7 separate regions of the Mus musculus genome follow, and all the other regions are linked to region 1. The links are chromatin contacts, called in public HiCAR-type and promoter capture Hi-C maps. All regions are on one chromosome and are shown on one strand. Each heading gives the region's core, a stretch centred on a gene start, on an enhancer-like site or on the middle of the called end of the contact. The rest is flanking DNA. Distances are from core to core; before and after follow the strand shown. Region 1 holds the start of Timm23 (translocase of inner mitochondrial membrane 23). Region 2 holds the start of Nisch (nischarin). Region 3 holds the start of Wdfy4 (WD repeat and FYVE domain containing 4). Region 4 holds the start of Bap1 (Brca1 associated protein 1). Region 5 holds the start of Capn7 (calpain 7). Region 6 holds the start of Sh3bp5 (SH3-domain binding protein 5 (BTK-associated)). Region 7 holds the start of Mettl6 (methyltransferase like 6).

Region 1 (2,687 bases), core at 111-2,610:
CTTGCCTCTCAACTCTTACAATCAATCTTGTATCAGTTCATTCCCTTGCAACTCTAAAGACAAACTGACCCAATAGCTTCTCAAGAAACACAGCAGGTTTGTTCTGTCTCTCAAGCACTTGTTGCTAAATTCAGGTCACAGCTCTAACTTCAACTCCCAAGCTGTTTTCTCTAACCTGTTCTCCAACAACCTTCACGGCCCATCACCACCACCACCATCTCAGGGTCCTATTTCAATTGCCATGTCATCTATCACTAACTTCTGTGTCCTCACGTTACTCTCCTCAGTAGTATGTGTACTCTCTCACCTTAAGTAGTGCCCTTCATGTTATGCAACTGAGATATCCTAAGATACACATAAATTGTGTCCTGGACTCAAGTTTTGACAGCAGACATTAGGGTTATCAAACGGCTTTCTGAATGTTTTTAAGTGTAAAGGTTTTACTTAGAGGATTAGCAAGAAGAAACACTTTAGTAAAGTGTTATTAAACATTAACTCCCAAGCTCTACTTATCCAGTCGAATATCCATAATTACAAAACATTAAAAGCCTGAAAGACATACTTAGGTGATTGAGAAGGGCCAACAGGCTGGGAATTCATGCCTCTGCATCTTTGAATTTGCTTATATCGCTTTCAGAATTTGGCTCTTTTTTCTTGTTTAAAAATCTCTTAAAAGTTTCGTTTGCTTCCCCAGCTCCTTCTGATTTCCTGAATTGTCTCTCACACGCACAAAGAACGAAAAATGTTTTCGCCTAACTGGTTTAGAAATATTTAAAAGCCGTGTGAAAAAAAATTAATAGCGCGCTTGTTATTTGGAATGTTTATTTCTAGAACTAGGGTCTCCTAACAGGGCCAAGCATACAGAAAAGCGTGTGACGAGAAAAGACGGGACGGGGCACTAAAGAGGAGGACATTTTGTGTTTCCTCTCGAAACTAGGTCACTAAAAGAGCTTCCCGGGGATTTACGATCCCCCAAATTCGTTCAGCCTTGAAACCCAATCACCGGCGGTGAATCTCGTAAAGGCGAGCAGGAAAAGGGACAGGAACGTTACACATTTCTAGCTGTCCCAGGAAGGAGTCAGAAAGGGGAGCAGGCGAGGCCCGATACTCACGCGGGACGCCGGCCAAATCAGCGTTCGAGTAACCCGCTCCTCCGGCTCCGAAGAAGCCAGCTAACCCGCTGGTGGATTTGTTGCTACTTCCTCCGCCACCTTCCATGAGGTCGCAGCAAACGGCGGTGGGCTCGCCACCACCACCTCAGGCCGGGGACGTATGCTCGGCCGTGGCCGCGACAAGCAACAGCGGGAAGACCCGCGTTGCTCCTGCCACCTTCACCACGCTGACCTTCCGGGCGCCGGCTCCCGTGAAGTATCGCACTTCCGCTTTACGGCTGTGTGCGGCCCGGAAGTGGGAAGCGCGAGACGGCTGCTTTCCGGTGGTGGGAAAGTGAGCCTGGAGCCGGAGCCCGATCTCGAGCCGAGTGGAAGCGGCGCGTCCCGGGGCTGGTGGGCTCCCTGCTGCCGAGCGGAGGCAAGCGGCTGCGCAGCGAGGGTCTCGCTCGAAGGCCCGAGGAGTGGCAGCCTCCAGGCGGGCCGCTGCGGAGAGGGAATGGTGCGCGGCGCGCCGAGAAGGAGGCGCAGTCCGTCCCTGTCCGGGTTAGTGAATGAGGCTCTCCGCCCGGGCCGGCCCGGGGACTGTGTGCTGCGGGTCCCAGCATGAGTGCGGGCCCCGGCTGGGAGCCCTGCACGAAGCGGCCCCGCTGGGGCGCCGCTGGAACTTCTGCGCCGACTGCCTCGGACTCCCGGAGCTTCCCTGGCAGGCAGAGGCGTGTTCTCGACCCCAAGGACGCTCCCGTCCAGTTCAGGGTCCCTCCGTCCTCGCCAGCCTGCGTCTCGGGGCGGGCGGGACCGCACAGAGGCAACGCCACCTCGTTTGGTACGTGGGAAAAAAAAAATCTTTGTCCTTGTTTCAGTGTGAGGACCAGGAGACTCCAGTCACTCCTAACTGATCTTGTTTCCACCACTCTGATGACCCCGATGTTCAATCACTAGATGCCACTCCAATGAGAGGCGCTACAGTTTTACTAGTGGCATGTGTGTTGTGGAAAACTTTGTTGGACAGGTAGTTACCGGACCTCCCCGGGATACTTTCCTCAGCTTGGATAGAGAATTTGCCCTGTTAAGGAAGTCTAGTTGTGTATGTGAAGCAGAAGGGCGCTTCAGTCTCCAAAAATCGTAAAGAAAGTTGTTGCAGTAGACTCAGTGAGAGCTGACTTCCAGAGTGCAGAGCTGTTAGCCTTAGCTTGCTGGATTGTATTTGTCCCTGGCACACGATGTTGAACACGAGGAACTTGGTCTCTTCTTTCGTACCTTGAAATCTGTGAGGAGAGAGAAACAATAGCACAAGTCAAATACCTGTAACAGAGAGTAATGGATGTTGTTGTTCATGAAGGAGCCATTGTTTTGGTAGGAATTAAGTATACTTAAGTTAGTTATGGTAGTCCAGAAGGTTTGGTACTTACTGTGAGTACTGGAGAAGAAAGTAAAGAGGTACTTCAGATATGCAGTGGGTGCGCAGAATCAACGGTGGAATGGTGAGAGATGGGCTGCAGAGAATTAGGACAGTGATCCTACTCTGCTGAGTAAGTGTGGACAGTACTAAGGATCTTGAATTTTACATTTTCAGGG
Region 2 (2,687 bases), core at 118-2,617, 1.0 Mb before region 1:
CTGACCCCAGGAGCAGCCATTTCTCCAGAGCCAGCCTGTTGCTCTAAAAGGAGCCGCTAGCGGCTTCTCTTCCTTGCAGCGGGGAGAAAGAACTAGATAGAGGAATCGCCCTCAGGATCCGGTATTAGGGTGGGAGCCAGTGGGGTGGGGCAAAGGCAGGCCCGAGGCCCTTACCTCTGTCCACCCTCCAGGGAACAAAGGACAAGGAGACGGGAGGTGCTCAGTGGGCCCCCACCACAGTGCAAGTTTTCACCTGGCAGGCTGCCCACGAGGCTCTCGGGCCTAGCATCCAACCCTATGCAGGCCCAAAGGGCGTCTAACGCCATCACAGAAACTACCCTCCTTTTTTGTTGGCTTTCCCTTGTAGCCTACAAGGATACATTAGAAGCTCGTGTCCCTCTCCCCTAAGCCGTGACGTCCCCTAAGGTTTGCAGGCCCTGTACTTCGGCCTCGAGGTAACTTCTGTGTTCTGCACGGCTGGGATCCATTCCTTTCTCCCCAGACCCCGAGGGCTCATTTTTCCATCCACCACCCCCCCCCACACACACACACACGCACGCACGCACGCACACACACACACTTCGCAGGGCTGATCTGGACTGCGACTAGTGTTTGGTTGGTGGGGGTGGAGATCGGGATCTGCTGTCTCTCCTTCACCACCTGATGATCTCTAGCCCTGGCCCTTGGTCCCATCGACCAGAGACCACCCCTTCCGCGTCCCCTTCCTCCCAGACTTCCCATGAAGGTCTCTTAGGCTGGCATTCTTCCTTGCCTGGAGGATCCAGAGGGCCTCCATCTCACCATCCCCTCCTCCCCCACCCTCTGATTGCTCCAACACAAGTCTCCTTTTCTGGTCGCGCACCCTTTCCCCAGCCCCCCTTCCCGCGCCCCGCCTAGATCCTCCTCCAGAACCTATGCGACCCGGCCCTTCCTCCGAATCCCCCATTTTTTTCGGGCTCCCTCGTCGCTACCTCGCAGAACCTTCCACGCACTCATCGAATGTGCTACCCAGGCCCCCCCCACCCCCCACTTCTCAAAGCCCCTGGGTCGAGAACTCCGGGTTCCAGGCGCTAAGCCCGCTCTGGACGCTCGCGGCCCCCCAGCACACCGTGTACGTGTCCACGAGCTCAGAACCCACGACGCGCGCCTCCTTGGCAGGCTCGGCCTCCCGCTCAGGGCCGAAGCTGAGTGTCGCAGCCGCCATGTTGCCGGCTCCACCGCTGCCGACGCCCGGCGCAGAGTGGCAGCAGCAGGGGGCGGGGTCAGCGTCCCACCGCCCCCCAGCCCCCGCTGCCCCCCGCCCGCGCCCGCGACGCCATCTTGGCCCCTCGGCCTGCTTGCGTCCTCGCCCCGCCCCTTGCCCGTAATTGACAGCACAACCAGTGGCACGCATGCGCAGCTCCTGCGGGCTTGCCCAATTTGCTTTCTGTATACCTGTGCGGCGTTCTGTCCCCTCGGGCAGTTGTGGTCATTGTCCGCTGGGCTCACAGCAGGGAAGGGCAGAGGCCATGGGCCTTCGGAACTCTCCGAAGTCACTCTGCTTCGCTTGGCCTCAGTTTCCAGAGGGGACATTAATAGGGTCTCGCCTGGCTGTTGGGTTCATTCCCTGTGTAGCAAGAGCAAAATGAATAAGACTAGACTTAGAGATGGAACAAGGACCAGAGGGACTCTCCGACACTTGGGGGGTTTGTTGTTAAAAGTACTGGTGGAGAATTGATTGTGGTGATTCTGCAGTGCTCAGTACCCCACGGGCTTTCCCCTGGCAGTGTGCTAGGCGGCACACTGGTGTGTTCAGGGAGAGCTTATATGCAGCAGACGTGCAGGTGGATGGAAGAGATATGCGCTGTCCATCTGGTTTCCCAGATGACATCCTGCAAGAGCTCAAGGTGAGGAGGAGACAGACTAGGCCTTGGACACAAGAGCGTGGCTGAAGAAACATCCATAGGGAACAACCATAGGGAAGACTTAGCTGGAGAAGAGATGACCCAACCGGAGGAGGAAAAGAGAGAATCCTGATAGACATAGGGTTCTTTAGGGACACTTGTTGACTCACAGAATGCAGCTGACTCAAACCCGAAGTGAACACTGATTGTTGTCCTTGAAAGATGGAAGGTTGCGGCGTGGTAGATCCCGCTGAAGGGCTTCAGGCCAGCCTATTCTTTGTGGGCCAGTGACTTCTTCCATTACCAGTGTCATATTATACTCTGAACCTTGCATAGGAAGTGTTTCTTGGCAGGACTTACACTGCCAGCCTCTGTTGGCATGCTACCATCTCTCAGGGGGTGTAATATAAGGTAGGGATTCTCCGGTCAGCTTGACCTCAGGCAAGTCACTGTGATTCCATAGAAGACCGAACTGTTTACTTCACATTTCCTGTGTGCTCATATTTTCATTCATTCAGGAAACTTTTTCCTGAGGTTGTTGAGGATGTGTGTGTGTGTGTGTGTGTGTGTGTGTGTGTGTATTGCATTTAGGTGCTTGCTCCCAAACCTGAAAACTTGAGTTCAGTCCTGGGTTCCTGGGAACCTAGGTAGCAGAGAGAGATAGATGACTCCTGCAAGTTGTCCTTTGACTTCCACATGCACTCATAAATAAAAGCAATACATTCTTTTTTTTTTCTTGAGACTTCCCTGGGGGTGGGGTGGGGTCTGGGGAACAGATGGCAAGAGACCTGGTCCTTGCAGTCC
Region 3 (2,687 bases), core at 57-2,556, 980 kb after region 1:
AAAAAGTATAAAATAAAGCCATATATAGTTTGGGTTACCTTTCCGTTGCTGTGATAAAACACCATGACCAAGACAAGTTACAAAAGAAAGCATTTAATCTGTTGCTTACAGGTTCGGAGGATTAGAATCCATGATGTCAGAGCAAAGGAACAGTGGCAGGAACAGCTGAGAGTCTAAAAATCACATCCAAGAGGCAAAGAGAGAGGCCCTCACTAGAAACAAAGGGAGAGGACTTTTGAAACCTCAAAGCCCGCCCCCAGTAACTCACCCTTTCCAACAAGGCCACACCTCCTAACACTTCCCAAACATTTCCACCAATTAGAGACCAAGTATGAAAATATATGAGCCTAAGGAAAGCACTCCCATTCAAACTACCAGACATGTATTAAACAATTTAGAGATAGTGGAGGAATCAGAAATAAAAACAAGGAAACAATAATCCCAAAGCTGGGACAGAGGGTCATTCAGGCTAAACACCTATACACACAAGATAATAAAATAAGGTTTTTTTAAAATTTAATAAAAAAGAAAACTCTTTTAGGCCCATAGGAGGTCAGACCAGACACCAAGGATGTAAAGACAGGAGAATTTTTCCCACACTTGAGCCCACACCCAACTCTCTGGCTAGTCCCCAGCCCCCAGCACACCCTTCACTGCAAGGTACCACACTGACCTCCAAGCCTTCCTGAAGGCTTTTAAGAGCAATTCTCAGAAACCACAGTGCAGGGCTGGGCTCCTTCAGTGTCCTCTCAGCAGATGTGTGCCCTCCCTGTCCATCCTGCACATTCCTCCAACCCACTTTATGTCACCGCACCGGCATCACAGGCCCCATCTGTAACTTGTCTCTTTACTAGTTCATTGGACGTAAGTGGATAGAAATGGAGACAATTATACTTGAAATATTCCCTAGAAAGACAGTACCCAACGCCCAGTCATCACTTCGGAAAGACTGGGACAAAGGATTAGGTTCTTGAAAGCTGGGTTTTGAAGGAGAAAGGGATCAATCCTCAGTGGCCCAGATGCTGCTGTTAATGAGAAACATTGGAATTCAAAGGCTGCGTGTGATAACGCAGGTGAAGAAATGCCACCTTAAGAGACTTCTACTTACCAGATCCTGGGGCAGGCAAGGGTGGGGCCAGCTAAGGGCAAGACCAGGTCTGCCCAGCTGCCCCGAAGGCCAGGGTGGGTGGTCCACCCTTCACAAGCTACACCAGGGCTATGAGAGGAGCGTCTCAGTCAGTGTCCCGTTCTATACCTTGACAGTGGCACAAGCCAGAGTTAGTTTTCCCCAGCTGTGGCAGACTCCTACCTCTCAGCAGAGTCTAAAGAAGGGACTTAACCCGTGGTCAGAGGGTAAGGAATGATCTAGTGCCTGGTCAGCTCAGCAAAACTCACAAGTGACAAGGGTGCTGAGAGGCACTGACCACAAGGACCTCCTTCACCGCTCACTTCCTGCCAATCGTCCCTCCTCTCTGCCACCCCGCATTCAGACTAAGTACTGATGGTCACACATGTGCTCCACAGTTGGCTTTGCAGGAAGCAGCGGGGCAGTCTACCGCAACAAACAGCCCCCACCTGGCTGATCTCTCTTATCCAAGATCAGAAAGACGTACCTGGAGGGTGGTGGTCAAAGCCTGCGGATGTCACATGGTGTGAGTGCTTCTATCCCCAGCCTCCAATGGCTCAGCTCAGGGGAACAGACCAAGACCTGGCCTCGCATGGCAGCCATCAACAACAGTGTTTCATTATGAATCACTTGTGCTGGGTTTCTCTTCATTTCCTGGAGAAAGCAGAAGTGGGAAGTCAGCAGATGCCTGCCCTTCCCATCCTTCCCTCCAAGGAGCCAATGACAGAGCTGCTTCACCAATGACTGGCAGGACAACATGGGTTTCACAAAAGCTCCCCTGAGACTGTGTGTTTGGTGATCAAGCAGAGCCAGGTGGGACCTAGGAACAGAAGGGAAAGTACAGCCTGGTGCCCATGTCTGAATTCCGCCTCTGCTGCTTACTAGCTGTGTGCCCAGCAGGCTGGGGTCCGTATGGCTCCTCGTCCTAACCCTCAGCCTCCCAGTCCTAATTTCAAATCCCTAGGAACTAAATCTAAATGCCTTCCCTTCTCTAAATGGTAAGGTATGGGAGCAGGTGTGTGGAATACCAATATGGAAGAATGGCTCTTTCTAAGACCCCAGCAGAGTTCTTAATGTCTCCACAGGATGGAGAAGACTAGATTGGAGCAGAAGCTTAGAGAAAATCAGAAACGTCTTTGTAGATAAGCCAGGCACAGGGGGGACTGGGGGAGACAAAGCCAAGGGTTAGGGGTTGCAGGAGTGTGAGGCTCAGAAACACACAAAGGAGAAAGTGGGGTGTTCTCCTGATGAGGTGACTTCATTCGTGCAGGTGATGTTCTGCCCAGATGACCCACAGGACAATGTGGGTCAGTAGGGGAAAGGGCAGGGTCCAGGCACTTATAAGAGCAGAGAGGAATCTCTGATTGGATGTTGCAGCCTTGTGCCTTTACAATATGCACATTCCCATAACTCCAGCTTTTCCTATGGGGAAAGTTTCACACTCGGGCTCAGCAAACAACTCAGGCCCAGTGCAGAAGCCACCCACCAGGGGAGCAGAGAGACTCCTTCCACAGGTGGGCATTGCCATGTGGAAGGGAAACACCCTTAGGTTTTCCATGGT
Region 4 (2,687 bases), core at 71-2,570, 950 kb before region 1:
TGGTGTATCTGAGGACAGCTATAGTGTACTCATATACATAAAATAAATCTCTTTTTTTGTTTTGTTTTTCGATACAGGGTTTCTCTGTGTAGCCCTGACTGTCCTGGAACTCACTATAAGACCAGGCTGGCCTCGAACTCAGAAATCCGCCTGCCTCTGCCTCCCAAGTGCTGGGATTAAAGGCGTGCGCCACCACTGCCGGGTTTGGACAGCATTTCTTAAAAGACCTCAGTCAATTAGGTCCCTCCAGAGATATACTATACTTCAGTATCCAGAGCCTCAAGTCAAGGCTGGCGATTCTGAATCTCTTCATGAATGTCAGACTTTTCTAACTGCTAACTGCTTACAAGCCATCAAAACTTCACGCTAGCTTTTCCCAACACAGGAGATGCAGTTGCAGAGCTAACATCAGTTTGTTTTCTTACTAAACGTGGATGGGCTGAGATGGGTTGGAACCTTTCCGTGTCCCCACGGGGATCTACTTTACTTCCTAGTATGTTGGCGCTAAACCCGACTGTGTTAAAATAGAAATAAACCTTGAGATTTCAGTTCTTTGCATCGCTGGGACACGACGTTACTTGAGTAGTAGTCTGTGCACACTGGTAGTTATAAGATGGAATCTTCAAAACAGTTGAGGACGGTCGTGGCAAATGCAAGCTGCTCAGTCCGCGATTTCCTAACCCGGCGGATGCTCGCTCGAAACGCTTACCAAGTTGTATCACTGGATAAAAGTGTTGGGTAAATTAAAAATATATTAACGTGTTCGGTCCCGCCGCCGCAAGAATAAACGATTTATTTGGAAAATACGTCAGTGTGGCCACAACCGTCCCCCAAAGGTAACAGTCAGAAGAGGGCTCAAGGAGCATTCCGCGCATGCCAGGGCTCCCTTGCCGGGCGGCTGTGGCGAGGCCAGGCTGGAGGCTGCTTCCGCTGCTCGCTCTCACGGAAGCTACGGGCCACCGCTTTCAGCCCAGGCTGCCCACCCAGCTGTCGCCGAGGGCGCCGCTGTCCCGGAGCTTTAGTCGTTGACACAAGACGTGGTAACTACTTCACGGGCGGCCGCCCCGCGCGGTGACTGCGCCGTCGAAGGAGGCGAGCGTGCTGAGGGGGGATGGGGTCACGCGGACTGTGGCCAAAACGAGGACCGCTAACGGCCGCGCGCCCGCCCCGCCCTCCGCACGTGCGCGCCCTCGCCTCGACGCGCGCGCGCGTGCATGCCCGCCTCTGTCTCCGCCTCCGCCCCCGCCGTTCGGCCGGCGGAAGACCAGCCCCCGGGTTAGGCTCGTCGTGTGATGATGACGTTGTACGTCCGGCGCGGGCGAGTGACGCGGCGCGGCCCGTTGTCTGTGCGGGGCTGAGAAGCCCTAAGGGCGGTGGGCGCTCCCGGTTGGGGGCGGCGCGGGTTTAGCAGGGCCTGGACATGGCGCTGAGAGGCCGCTCCGCGGGAAGATGAATAAGGGCTGGCTGGAGCTGGAGAGTGACCCAGGTACGGAGGGGCCTCGGCGGGCCGGGGGCTGGGGAGGCCGGATGGGCCCCGGACGCACCTGCATGACAAATCCCTCTTCTTGTCGTCCCACCCAGGCCTCTTCACCCTCCTGGTGGAAGATTTCGGTAAGAACCCCGTTACCCACGACCTTCGGTCCCTGGCTGGTGTGGATGTGGGGGTTGGTCCTTGAGTTCTCGCAGCAGAGCCTGGGACTGCCCTGCCGACCTCTCCTTTCCTGATCGTAGGTGTCAAAGGGGTGCAAGTGGAGGAGATCTATGACCTTCAGAGTAAATGCCAGGGGTGAGTGGCTGGGACGCCCCCTTACCTCCGGAGGGCCGAGAAAGGGCAGGGGAATAGTACCCCATTCAAGGGAGGCAGTACTAGAAAACCTGAGCTATATAAAATATCACATAAGAAAGTGTCACTCTTTGTGGGTGCCCTCTTGGACTTTTCTTTTCTTCTCAGTCTTTCCTCAGTGTTTCTCCTTAGAAAGCTGTAGCCCTCCTTTTAACCCTAAGCACTCGTGGAGTACAGTTGAGCTGCCTTTCTGGTTTTGCAGCCGGAACCCTCCGTTGCATAGTGTTGCACCTTTTTTGTAAGTGTACAGTCCATTAATTACATCACCACATGTGCTGTGCCTTTAATCACCACACAACATTTGTCCTGACCATTAGTGGCGCTCTCCTCTAGTCCCAATGCTTGGGAGGCAGAGGCAGGCAGATCTCTGAGTTTGAGTCCAACCTACGCTACTTAGTGAGACCATGTGTCAACAAAACTGAACACAGTTGTCCTGTATTGATTGGTTAGTGTGAGAAGGCCTTTTTTAGGTACCTAAACTCAGAGTCTTGTTTTGGAAATCTATAGAATAGAGGCATAGAGAACCTAACTGCTTCCAAGGGAAGGAACTGGTTTGGGAGTTCACGCACTATACTCATTTTACTAGGACTGGAGGCCGAGGTCCACCAGTGAGTTGGTACTTAATTCTTCATCAACGTTTTTGTGCCTTTTATTGTGTCCCTACCTTGCTCCATCCTGGGCCAGCAGTTCCAGATTTCCTTCTTCTCTTGCCTAGACCTCATAGACCGAGTGGGGTTTGAGAGCTTCAGGCTCATACTTGACTGCCTGTGATAGGCTTCTGGGGTTTGAGGTCTCAGAGCCATGTTGGATACAGTTTGGTTAAGAGTGAGGGACTCAGTGCAAG
Region 5 (2,687 bases), core at 131-2,630, 870 kb before region 1:
AACACTAAGAGCTTCTCTAGGGGATGGTGACATGGAACAAAAGCCCCTTCAGGGGATTGGTATGAAGAAAATCTTATTGCTAAGGCTTGAGATTGTAAGAATGGAGGAAGGGGACGACAGACATTCATAGCTGGCACAAGCAAGGTGGAGGGTCGAGACACACATGATGCTCAGGGATGCTGACCACAGCCTCTTTAGCTGTACACTGACCAGTTTCAGTAGTAACATCCACCCCATTGTGACCTTGATAATGAATATCCTGAACCACCAGCATGAGCATCACTAAGGAGTCTTTCTTGAGCTTGAAGACAGCTGATACCACTCTAGACTGGATCACAATCAATTCAACTCCTTTTCTCTCTCTCCCTGAGACAGGTTTTCTCTGTGTGGCCACACTACTATCCTGTAATGAGCTCTGAAGACCAGGCTGGCCAAGCACTCAGAGATTTGCTTCTTCTGCCTCTGGAGTGGTGGGATTAAAAGCGAGCACCACAGCCAGGCTCACAATCAACTCTTAGCAATATCTCCAGCTGATTTGTGTTCATGTTTGCACGGAGAGTGCTCCACTACAACAGACATATGCCTCCTGGGGTCGTTCAGGGTTTTTGCTGTGTAGATCATGCTGGCCCAGTCCTCTTACCACAGCCTCCAGACTGCTGGCTTACAGGAATGTGTCACCATATGCTGCGTTAATGTTTCTTATGTGTGGGATCATACAGTGTATAATTTTGTCAAGACTTGCTACTTTGACACAGCATGGATTTTGAATCTCATCCAAGTTCTGGCACTTGCCATTAGTTAATTTTCATCACTGCTGAATTCAAACTTTTAAGGGGATAAAAGAAAGCAACCACACTACCATTTACTATGTAATTACAACCTTCAACTTGCCCTAAGATACAAGTCAAAAATACATCATCTGGTTTGTAGACAATTCAAACAATACACTTCGGTGTGCCTTGGGGAGCCGTAGAAGGTCATACTTTAGTTTGTCAAATGAACATTACCAGAGCATCTCAAAAGCACCTCCTAGCCTCATTTCATATCTTTATTTCTAATTAAACCAGTTGGCAATACGAGGTGCTACTGATTGTTTCTTTCCGCCTACCCTTCTCACTTAGCGGACCAAGGGCTCCATAACGCGCATGCTCCTTTCAAGCCATCCCCTGATTCTCTCCAACAACCTCCTGGGCACTGGCACCTTCTTTCTAGCAGGCGGAAGCGGAGCCCTCAGCTTCGCCCTGGCACCTGCTTCCTCTTGTCCAATCCCACTGGACATTGTTCTGGCCCCGCCCACCTACGATCGCCTTGAGCCCCGCCTGCTTCGGCGGGAGCGCTCCCCCTCCCGGCCGGGGTCGACTGCGCCTGCGCAATGCGGCTGATGGGCGGAGCAAGGACGCGAGGGGTGGGGGCGGCCGCGAGGGCTCCGAGCCCGGGCTGCTCGGAGCTCGCAGTCCTCCGGGCGGGTCTGAGGTAGTGGGGCTCCGTCATCTCTTCCGCCGCCCTCGAAAGTAAACTTTGCCACTCCACCCGCGGGGTCCCCAGTTCTCGCCGCAGTGCCTCCGGGCGTCGGGGTTCCGCGTCAGGGCCTGTCTGCCTCCCCCGGCGTGGGGCCTTGGGCGCCATGGACGCGTCGGCGCTGGAGCGGGACGCCGTGCAGTTCGCGCGGCTGGCAGTGCAGCGCGACCACGAAGGCCGCTACTCTGAGGCGGTGTTTTACTACAAGGTGAGGACAAGCACTCGGCTCCGGCCGCGTCACCCGATCGAGTGTTGGCGGAACCCAAGGCGGAGGGGCGGGGTCCTGCTGGGGCTGTCCGGCTTGTCAGGCCGCAGATGCCCGCCGCTTTGCTGCTTGTGGCGGCCGAGGTGGGATGGGGAGTGAACACCCTGTTCGCTGTCTGTTGGCCTTGATGCAACCCTTGATGTGAGGCCAACCTTGGGTAATCCGTCAGAATATGCTAATAGTGCACGTTCCAGGTAGAAAGAAAAAGTAAATTAGGAAAAAAATTCATCGTACTCTAGCATTCGATGTATGTCTCCATGATTGTTTTTCTGAGTGTATGTGTGTATACACGCCTTCTTACCCCCAAACTTGAATCATATCGTTTGTACTATTTTGACATCTCACTTCTGCATTGTACCTAGATAACCTTTGGTTGCTTGCATGTGCTACGTTTACAGCATGTTCTGTATTTGGTTGTGGCTTTCCAGCATTGAAGTAGTGCAGTTAAAATCCTTAGAGCTTTTTTTTAAAAAAAATGTGATACTTGTTTTGGATGATGGGGAGCACAGTTGCTTGTCAAAGGGTATGCACTTCCGCAGTTCATCCTGTGTTCTCCAGTCCTGAAGGTTTGCAAACACACCCCTCCAGTTGTATCGTCATGATATGGGCATCTTTTCCTTGATTATACGGAAGTAGTAAAAATTTCCCCCTTATGCTTACGTGTTATCAGTAAAGCGTGGTTTGCTTTCTGCTAATATTTTACTATTTTTATTTTAAAACCTACCTTATATTTAGACACTTTTGTTTTAGGATCATTCGTTTTAAGTTTCTTAATTTTGATTTTACAATCCTACCTCCCTACCACACCCGAGTGTGTGTGTATGTGTGTGTGTGTATCTGTCTGTGTTGTGTCTGTGTCGGTGTCTCCCTGCCCTGTCGCCCTCGTTCTCGGGGTTCTTGCTAT
Region 6 (2,687 bases), core at 77-2,576, 770 kb before region 1:
CAAGATTCTGTAATCCAAGCCCAGGGCCCGAATTAACAGAATAACCAATGAGGAGGTTTTCTTACTGATCTTTAGTGTATTGACTTGACAAAATAATTAATTTAAGCCAAACTGATGAATTTAAAGCAGGCTCTTTTTTTTTCTTTATCTGTGCACTTAAAACCAATTATGGATCCAGAAATTGCAAAGTATGTTTAATAGCTATTTTTTAAAAAATGATTTATGGAAAGGGTACAAAACGGGTCATGAAAAGGAATTTGCTTTGTGCTTAGGAAGGTGAAGAGGTTAAGCTGTCACTCCTGGAAATTGTTTTTTAACTCTCTCTCCTGGAAATGGAGGCACAGAAAGCCAGGCATTCTCTGCTTTCCCTGCCTCCACGCGTCGGCTTTGCGCAGCAGCTGTCCCTGGTGGACGTTCACACTGACCTCACAAGGAAAAGGAGGGTTTTAAACAGTCTCAGGCCAAGTGCAACACAGTGCCAACGGTGGCAACGGCAACGACGCCCACCATGTGTTGACAATGAAGAGGACGGCAGCCCAGGCCAGGTGAGGGCTCACGAGGCACCCCACACCGGTGCAGCCCACACTACAGGGGCAAGCGACAGCCACCTTGCCCTGCTCGCCCACCACGATGTCTGCATCCACGCAGGTGGGATAACGCTGCGCTGCAGCCCCGAGGCTGTGCAGTGCTCCAAGCGTGGCGCTGAGGTACCCCGACTCCGCTCGGGGCCCCCGCCCCCTTTTTCCTTTGTTGCAATCCGCCTGAACAGCTGGTCGTGTAGTAGGGACCCTCGGGTTGGGCCGAGGGTCTGCAGGGATCCCCGCAATAATCAGGCCGCGTTCACGCGGGCACCGAAGCCTTCCGCAGGGAGACCGTGAAATGGGGTGTTCCAACCCTTGGTGAAGATCCTGAATTTAGGCAGCCCCCACCCCGCGACCGCGAACACGCGAGGCTGTAAGGCATGTGTCTGCGTTAGATGCCGACTTCCACGGTAGCCCTGGTGGGGTGCGGCTGTGGGCTCCTGTCACGCGTCCTACCTGGATCCGGGGGTCCACCTCTTCCTCCTCCTCCTCCAGGCCCTGTTCCATCCTCTCTTCCTCCTCCTCTTTCTCCTCCACCTCCCGGGCAGGCGGCGGGAGCTCCGCCGGCTCGTCAGAGCGGCTCCGTTTCAGCGCCGTGTCCATGCGGGCAGCCGAACGCGCCGCAGCCGGGTCGCAAAGCGCACGGTGGGATCCGGACGCACCGAGGGCCACCTCGCCGCAGCCGGGTAGGTCTGAGCGCGCAGCGCTGCCACCCCGGGTGCTCCGCCGGCGAGTGCGGAGTGGCAGAGGAAGTGGGCGCGGCTGCCCCCTGTCTGCAGCGGCCCGCAGTACACCGCACCCACTTTGCCCAGGCCGCCGTGATAGCCTGTGTCACCCGACACTCTGTCACAAAAAGCCCAGTGCACTGGAGTCCCGGCCATGGCCACTAGGAGAGGTGCCGCCCAGTGGCTCACCAGCCCGAGCGTGGGCCGCCTTAAGGTAGTTTCCTCCTGCCTCCAGTGAAGCAGATCAAGGCACAGAAGGAAAGTTCGGGTGATTTCCATTCTTCAAAGCTACCTTTGTGTCTATTTGGAGTCACAGAAAAGGGAACTCTACCCTAATCTTGTCTGTACAGCAGACAGAGGATGGCTAGCCAGGTCCAGCCACCGAGTGGACATCATAGCCTGGAGTCTGCTGGGCAAAGCTCGGCAAGCGAAGGCATGAGCTCTTAGGGCTTTCCTGGATATTCTGAATGCACGAAGAGCCCATGGAGCTGGGGGGGGCGGGGGGGGAAATCTATGGATCGGGCGGCTTTTTAAAGAGATTGCCCTGCTTGCTCGTGGCAAAGCTTGCCCAGTGTAGGAACTATGTGGTTCTGCCCAACATCACCAAGCTAGAGCTTGCCTAGCCAACTGGGCATCACAAAAGGGCTAACAGTGGACAGGTTTCTCTGAACGTTTACAGGTGCTAGGGCCACTGTGAGGTCAGGGACTACCTGGTCAGATGCCCTGAGCAAAGTGGATACTTTGTAGAGGGAGTTTGGAGGACAGCTTTGCTTGAGAGAGTTGTTCTCGGAGCCTGTGATCCTGCCTTTTCCCCCACCTCAGAAGCAAAGCAAAGGGGTATCTGTCCTCTTTCTCAACTGGTCAGTCTTCTTCAAAGCCAGTACCAGAGAATCTCACGTGTACCACAGGCCTCCCGTGCTTCAATCTCCCCTCTGGAAAAGCCTGACCCTGTGTTCCCTTCCAACAGTTTCCCGTATTAGGTCTGTCTACTGACTTCCCACTCACTCATTTTGTTTGTTTGAAACAACCTCGGCCCAGGCTGGTGTCAAGCTCTTATCAGCTCAGACTGGCCTCGACCTTCTGATTTTCCAAAGGTAGACTCCCATGTGCTGCATTTTTAATCAGGCACTCCTCCTGTAGAGCTCACTATACAGCTAACACTGTATATATAGTCACACTGCCTCTGGTTCTGAAGCACTGAGATTATAGACACACACACCACCATTTTGGCTTCCTTGGTGGGATGGGGAGGAGACAGAGTTTTCTGTGTAGCCCTGGCTGTCCTAGAACTTGCTCTGTAGACCAGGCTAGCCTGGAGCTTAGAGATCCACCTGGCTGTCTCTAGTGTTGGGATTAAATGCATGTGTCACCACTGCCCGGC
Region 7 (2,687 bases), core at 104-2,603, 710 kb before region 1:
CCAGTTCTTCTGAGCCTCTTTTTCCAGTTTTTGCTGTTTAAAAGCAGACACCAAAGCTTGGTCTCTTTTCAGTTTCTCCTCTTCTTCAGTGCTAAGAATCCTTGCTTGCAGTCCTTTCCTTTGGAAAGAAGCCATTGTAGTTGCCGGAAACACATTCAATGCTGCTATAGGTCCTCTGTTCTTCAACCATCTGAACAAACGATGCTGAGATTGTAGACACTGGAGTTTCTCTGATGCAGTTTCCCCAGGTGACTTTCCAGCTCCAACAGGATACGATGCTACTTAGGAAAGAGAAAGGGGGGGAGGGGGTTGACTGATTGATTCTGACTAGTGATTCTCTAACAACCTGCCTGCTTCTCTCCCCATCCTGTTCATCTGAGCCAGGGGCTGTCCCTGAAGCCCAGCCTGTCCCTTGAATGTACTTCCTCTTGCCTCATCCTCCCAACTCGGGTGACCAGGGCCTCATCAAGCTAGATCGTTCTTTATTATTTCTAGAGCTTGGATTCTAAACGAGTCCAAGACTCGGGGAGAGGTTCCCGGAGGGCTCTTTAAGGCTCCGGGGTCAATTCACTTAACACTCCCGAGATGCTGACTCTGCCCAACACCCTGCCGGGGTCTGGAGAGGTCATAAAGACCAAGACAGTCTCTACTGCATAGAGCTTACTACACTCAGAGACCAGAACTCTCACGGACCGGACTCCCAATTCAAATCAGATGAGCCAAGTACTACAAGAAATAGGTTTACTTAGGGCAAAGGGACGCATCCACGAGTTGACTGAGAAAATGTGAGAAAAAAAAATTCTCATCAACGTTCAGTGCCCGTGGGAAACGTGACTTCAAAACAACGGCAACAACCGCCCTAACCGAAAGCGGGTAGACGATTGCCTAACAGACACGGGATCGCGGGGGGGCTAAGGAGGTGACGGAGCTGATCCGGAGAGGCCGGGGTTTCTGATCGTACCCATAAACTGAAGGAAGCGTCGTCGGCCAGGAGAACTGAAATCCTCTCATCGCAACCATGGAGCGAAGTAGGGGGAAGGGTGACTGAGGTCCCGAGAACCGTCATCGCTCTCTGAACCCTCGGATAAAGCAGGCCGCTAGGGTCTCGGGCATGTCCAGGGACACTCATACCTACATTCAAACTCGCGTCCACTCAGTTCCCCACGCTCTGAGCTCCCAGGGTCCCCAGCAAAGAACAGGTCAGGGCGCACTCACCCGTCAGTCAAGCCCAGGCGTCGGCAGCAGAATCTTCTAGCTGACCTGGGCTCCTCCTTAGACCAGAAAACTGTGGGCTGCAGCAGTCCCGGAGAACTCTCTCTCCATGGCACTGCCCCCGCTATTTCCGTTGGGGAGACGGAAGTCCCTCCCCAATGCCGGAAGTGCAGCGGCCTTACTTCCGCAGAGTCTCTCGAGACGCGGAGTAGATTGGTTTCCGGCCCCGGGTGGGCGCGGACTTGGTTCAGTGCGCGCTCCGGAGCGGTGTCCCGGGAGCGCGGTCCTGCGGGCCGCTTGCGCGGGGATCCGGGGGGACTGCGGCCGCGCGAGGAGAGCTCCAATCCGGGTGCCGGGCAAGTGCAAGGCCATGAACGGCACGGCGAACCCGCTGCTGGACCGGGAGGAACACTGTCTGCGGCTAGGGGAAAGCTTCGAGAAGCGGCCGCGGGCCTCCTTCCACACGATTCGCTGTGAGTGAGCGCCCCTCCAGGTTCACTTGGGGCTCCCTGGCCGCCACGTGCAAGCCCAGACTCCCCTGGCTAATCCCGGCTCGAAAGCGTCGCTTTCCTTACCTCTCATCCCTTAGCCTCTGGAACTTCGATCTGCTCTTTTACTTTGAAATCTCTTCTCCCAAACCAAACCTCTGATTGCTGCCAACTATTCTTTTACTTTACAGTCTCAAATACCACTTCAGAAAGTCATAGCCCCTTTATTTCAAATTCCCCTTCCCAGCCCTTAAGCCAAACTTTTCTCCTTTAGTAGCGATGCCCATTTCTCCTCCCTTGTGTCCCCGTTCTCTTTGTCGAATTCTTCCATCAGGGCTCTTGCCCTGGAAAAGTCTTCCGTTTGCTACGAGTGTCGTTTACTTCATTCCTTCCCTTGCTCCTTTCCCCTTGCTCTTGGTCTCCTCCACAGCCAGGGAACCTGCATTCTTCGTGCCACCCATAAGGTTTCTTCTTCCTCTCTGCTTATGACACTGATTTTGTTGTTGTTGCTGTTCGAGACAGTCTTACTAGTGATGCTGGCCTAGAAATTACTATATAATTCAGGCCAGCGCTGAACATGCTGCAGTCCTCCTACCTCAGCTTCTGTGGTGCTGAAAATATGGACCTGATCCACCATACCTAGCTAGATTAATGTCACCTACTTCACCTTAACTTCTGGGCCAACTCACTTGTGGGTGAAGAATAAAATTAGAGTTTGTGCATCTGGCATAAATTAAAGCCTGATCTATGTTTGGAAAATGAAGAAGGCAGCATAAGGAATGTGGAAAGAGTCATTATGTTGGGCCCTTTCCTACGTGATTATAGACTCTGAAAGGGGTATTGCCACTGTGTGTCCTGAGTCAGGACATGGCTGACCAAACCAAGCACATCCCTGTGAATCACAGGCGTCGGGTTTCCGGTAGCGTTAGTGTGGGTTAAGACCTGCTTTGTCATGGGAGCTAATCGATGTGACTCAACACACAGGCA

Evidence for each region. Promoter capture Hi-C pulls out the DNA fragments that hold promoters and counts their contacts. HiCAR-type assays count read pairs that join an accessible place to other places. Capture Hi-C pulls out chosen DNA fragments and counts their contacts.
Region 2: a promoter capture Hi-C map of pre-B cells shows a contact between it and region 1, with 2.4 times the contacts expected there. The contact joins the promoter of Nisch here to the promoter of Timm23 in region 1. A contact is called at or near these places in 8 of 39 promoter capture datasets (3T3-L1-derived adipocytes, the C10 cell line, the HPC-7 cell line and 4 more), 1 of 484 Hi-C or Micro-C datasets (CD4 T cells) and 1 of 9 other capture datasets (liver).
Region 3: a promoter capture Hi-C map of pre-B cells shows a contact between it and region 1, with 6 times the contacts expected there. The contact joins the promoter of Wdfy4 here to the promoter of Timm23 in region 1. A contact is called at or near these places in 2 of 39 promoter capture datasets (the C10 cell line and pre-B cells).
Region 4: a contact with region 1 is called in a promoter capture Hi-C map of adipose tissue, with 2.0 times the contacts expected there. The contact joins the promoter of Bap1 here to the promoter of Timm23 in region 1. A contact is called at or near these places in 2 of 39 promoter capture datasets (the C10 cell line and hippocampal neurons), 2 of 115 datasets of contacts at active chromatin or transcription factors (double positive thymocytes and stem cell-derived neural progenitor cells) and 2 of 9 other capture datasets (adipose tissue and liver).
Region 5: a contact with region 1 is called in a promoter capture Hi-C map of adipose tissue, with 4 times the contacts expected there. The contact joins the promoter of Capn7 here to the promoter of Timm23 in region 1. A contact is called at or near these places in 9 of 39 promoter capture datasets (3T3-L1-derived adipocytes, the C10 cell line, the HPC-7 cell line and 6 more), 1 of 484 Hi-C or Micro-C datasets (CD8 T cells), 1 of 115 datasets of contacts at active chromatin or transcription factors (fibro-adipogenic progenitors) and 2 of 9 other capture datasets (adipose tissue and liver).
Region 6: a HiCAR-type map of astrocytes shows a contact between it and region 1, with 3 times the contacts expected there. The contact joins the promoter of Sh3bp5 here to the promoter of Timm23 in region 1. A contact is called at or near these places in 3 of 115 datasets of contacts at active chromatin or transcription factors (astrocytes, bone marrow-derived macrophages and memory CD8 T cells) and 1 of 9 other capture datasets (pancreatic islet).
Region 7: a contact with region 1 is called in a promoter capture Hi-C map of the HPC-7 cell line, with 5 times the contacts expected there. The contact joins the promoter of Mettl6 here to the promoter of Timm23 in region 1. A contact is called at or near these places in 16 of 39 promoter capture datasets (the 3T3-L1 cell line, 3T3-L1-derived adipocytes, the C10 cell line and 11 more), 9 of 484 Hi-C or Micro-C datasets (the HPC-7 cell line, cortical neurons, embryonic stem cells and 4 more), 8 of 115 datasets of contacts at active chromatin or transcription factors (the 230-238 cell line, astrocytes, embryonic stem cells and 4 more) and 2 of 9 other capture datasets (adipose tissue and liver).

The regions. Positions count from the first base shown.
Region 1 is chr14:32,200,531-32,203,217 of GRCm38.p6, forward strand. It overlaps Timm23 (translocase of inner mitochondrial membrane 23), which reads right to left and starts at 1,361. Exons shown (of 7, transcript NM_016897.3): 1 at 1,113-1,361. The coding sequence starts at 1,218. It overlaps Parg (poly (ADP-ribose) glycohydrolase), which reads left to right and starts at 1,441. Exons shown (of 18, transcript NM_011960.3): 1 at 1,441-1,935. The coding sequence starts at 1,716.
Region 2 is chr14:31,205,459-31,208,145 of GRCm38.p6, forward strand. It overlaps Nisch (nischarin), which reads right to left and starts at 1,368. Exons shown (of 21, transcript NM_022656.2): 1 at 1,109-1,368. The coding sequence starts at 1,204.
Region 3 is chr14:33,183,760-33,186,446 of GRCm38.p6, forward strand. It overlaps Wdfy4 (WD repeat and FYVE domain containing 4), which reads right to left and starts at 1,307. Exons shown (of 59, transcript NM_001146022.2): 1 at 1,109-1,307.
Region 4 is chr14:31,250,169-31,252,855 of GRCm38.p6, forward strand. It overlaps Bap1 (Brca1 associated protein 1), which reads left to right and starts at 1,321. Exons shown (of 17, transcript NM_027088.2): 1 at 1,321-1,486; 2 at 1,582-1,611; 3 at 1,732-1,786. The coding sequence starts at 1,450. Phf7 (PHD finger protein 7) reads right to left here and starts at 1,147. Exons shown (of 11, transcript NM_027949.2): 1 at 537-1,147.
Region 5 is chr14:31,335,258-31,337,944 of GRCm38.p6, forward strand. Capn7 (calpain 7) reads left to right here and starts at 1,381. Exons shown (of 21, transcript NM_009796.3): 1 at 1,381-1,726. The coding sequence starts at 1,625.
Region 6 is chr14:31,434,774-31,437,460 of GRCm38.p6, forward strand. Sh3bp5 (SH3-domain binding protein 5 (BTK-associated)) reads right to left here and starts at 1,327. Exons shown (of 9, transcript NM_011894.3): 1 at 1,038-1,327. The coding sequence starts at 1,184. It overlaps Gm35907 (a long non-coding RNA gene), which reads left to right and starts at 461. Exons shown (of 4, transcript XR_383329.4): 1 at 461-545.
Region 7 is chr14:31,493,687-31,496,373 of GRCm38.p6, forward strand. It overlaps Mettl6 (methyltransferase like 6), which reads right to left and starts at 1,354. Exons shown (of 6, transcript NM_025907.4): 1 at 1,216-1,354; 2 at 1-278. The coding sequence starts at 135. Eaf1 (ELL associated factor 1) reads left to right here and starts at 1,393. Exons shown (of 6, transcript NM_028932.4): 1 at 1,393-1,685. The coding sequence starts at 1,583.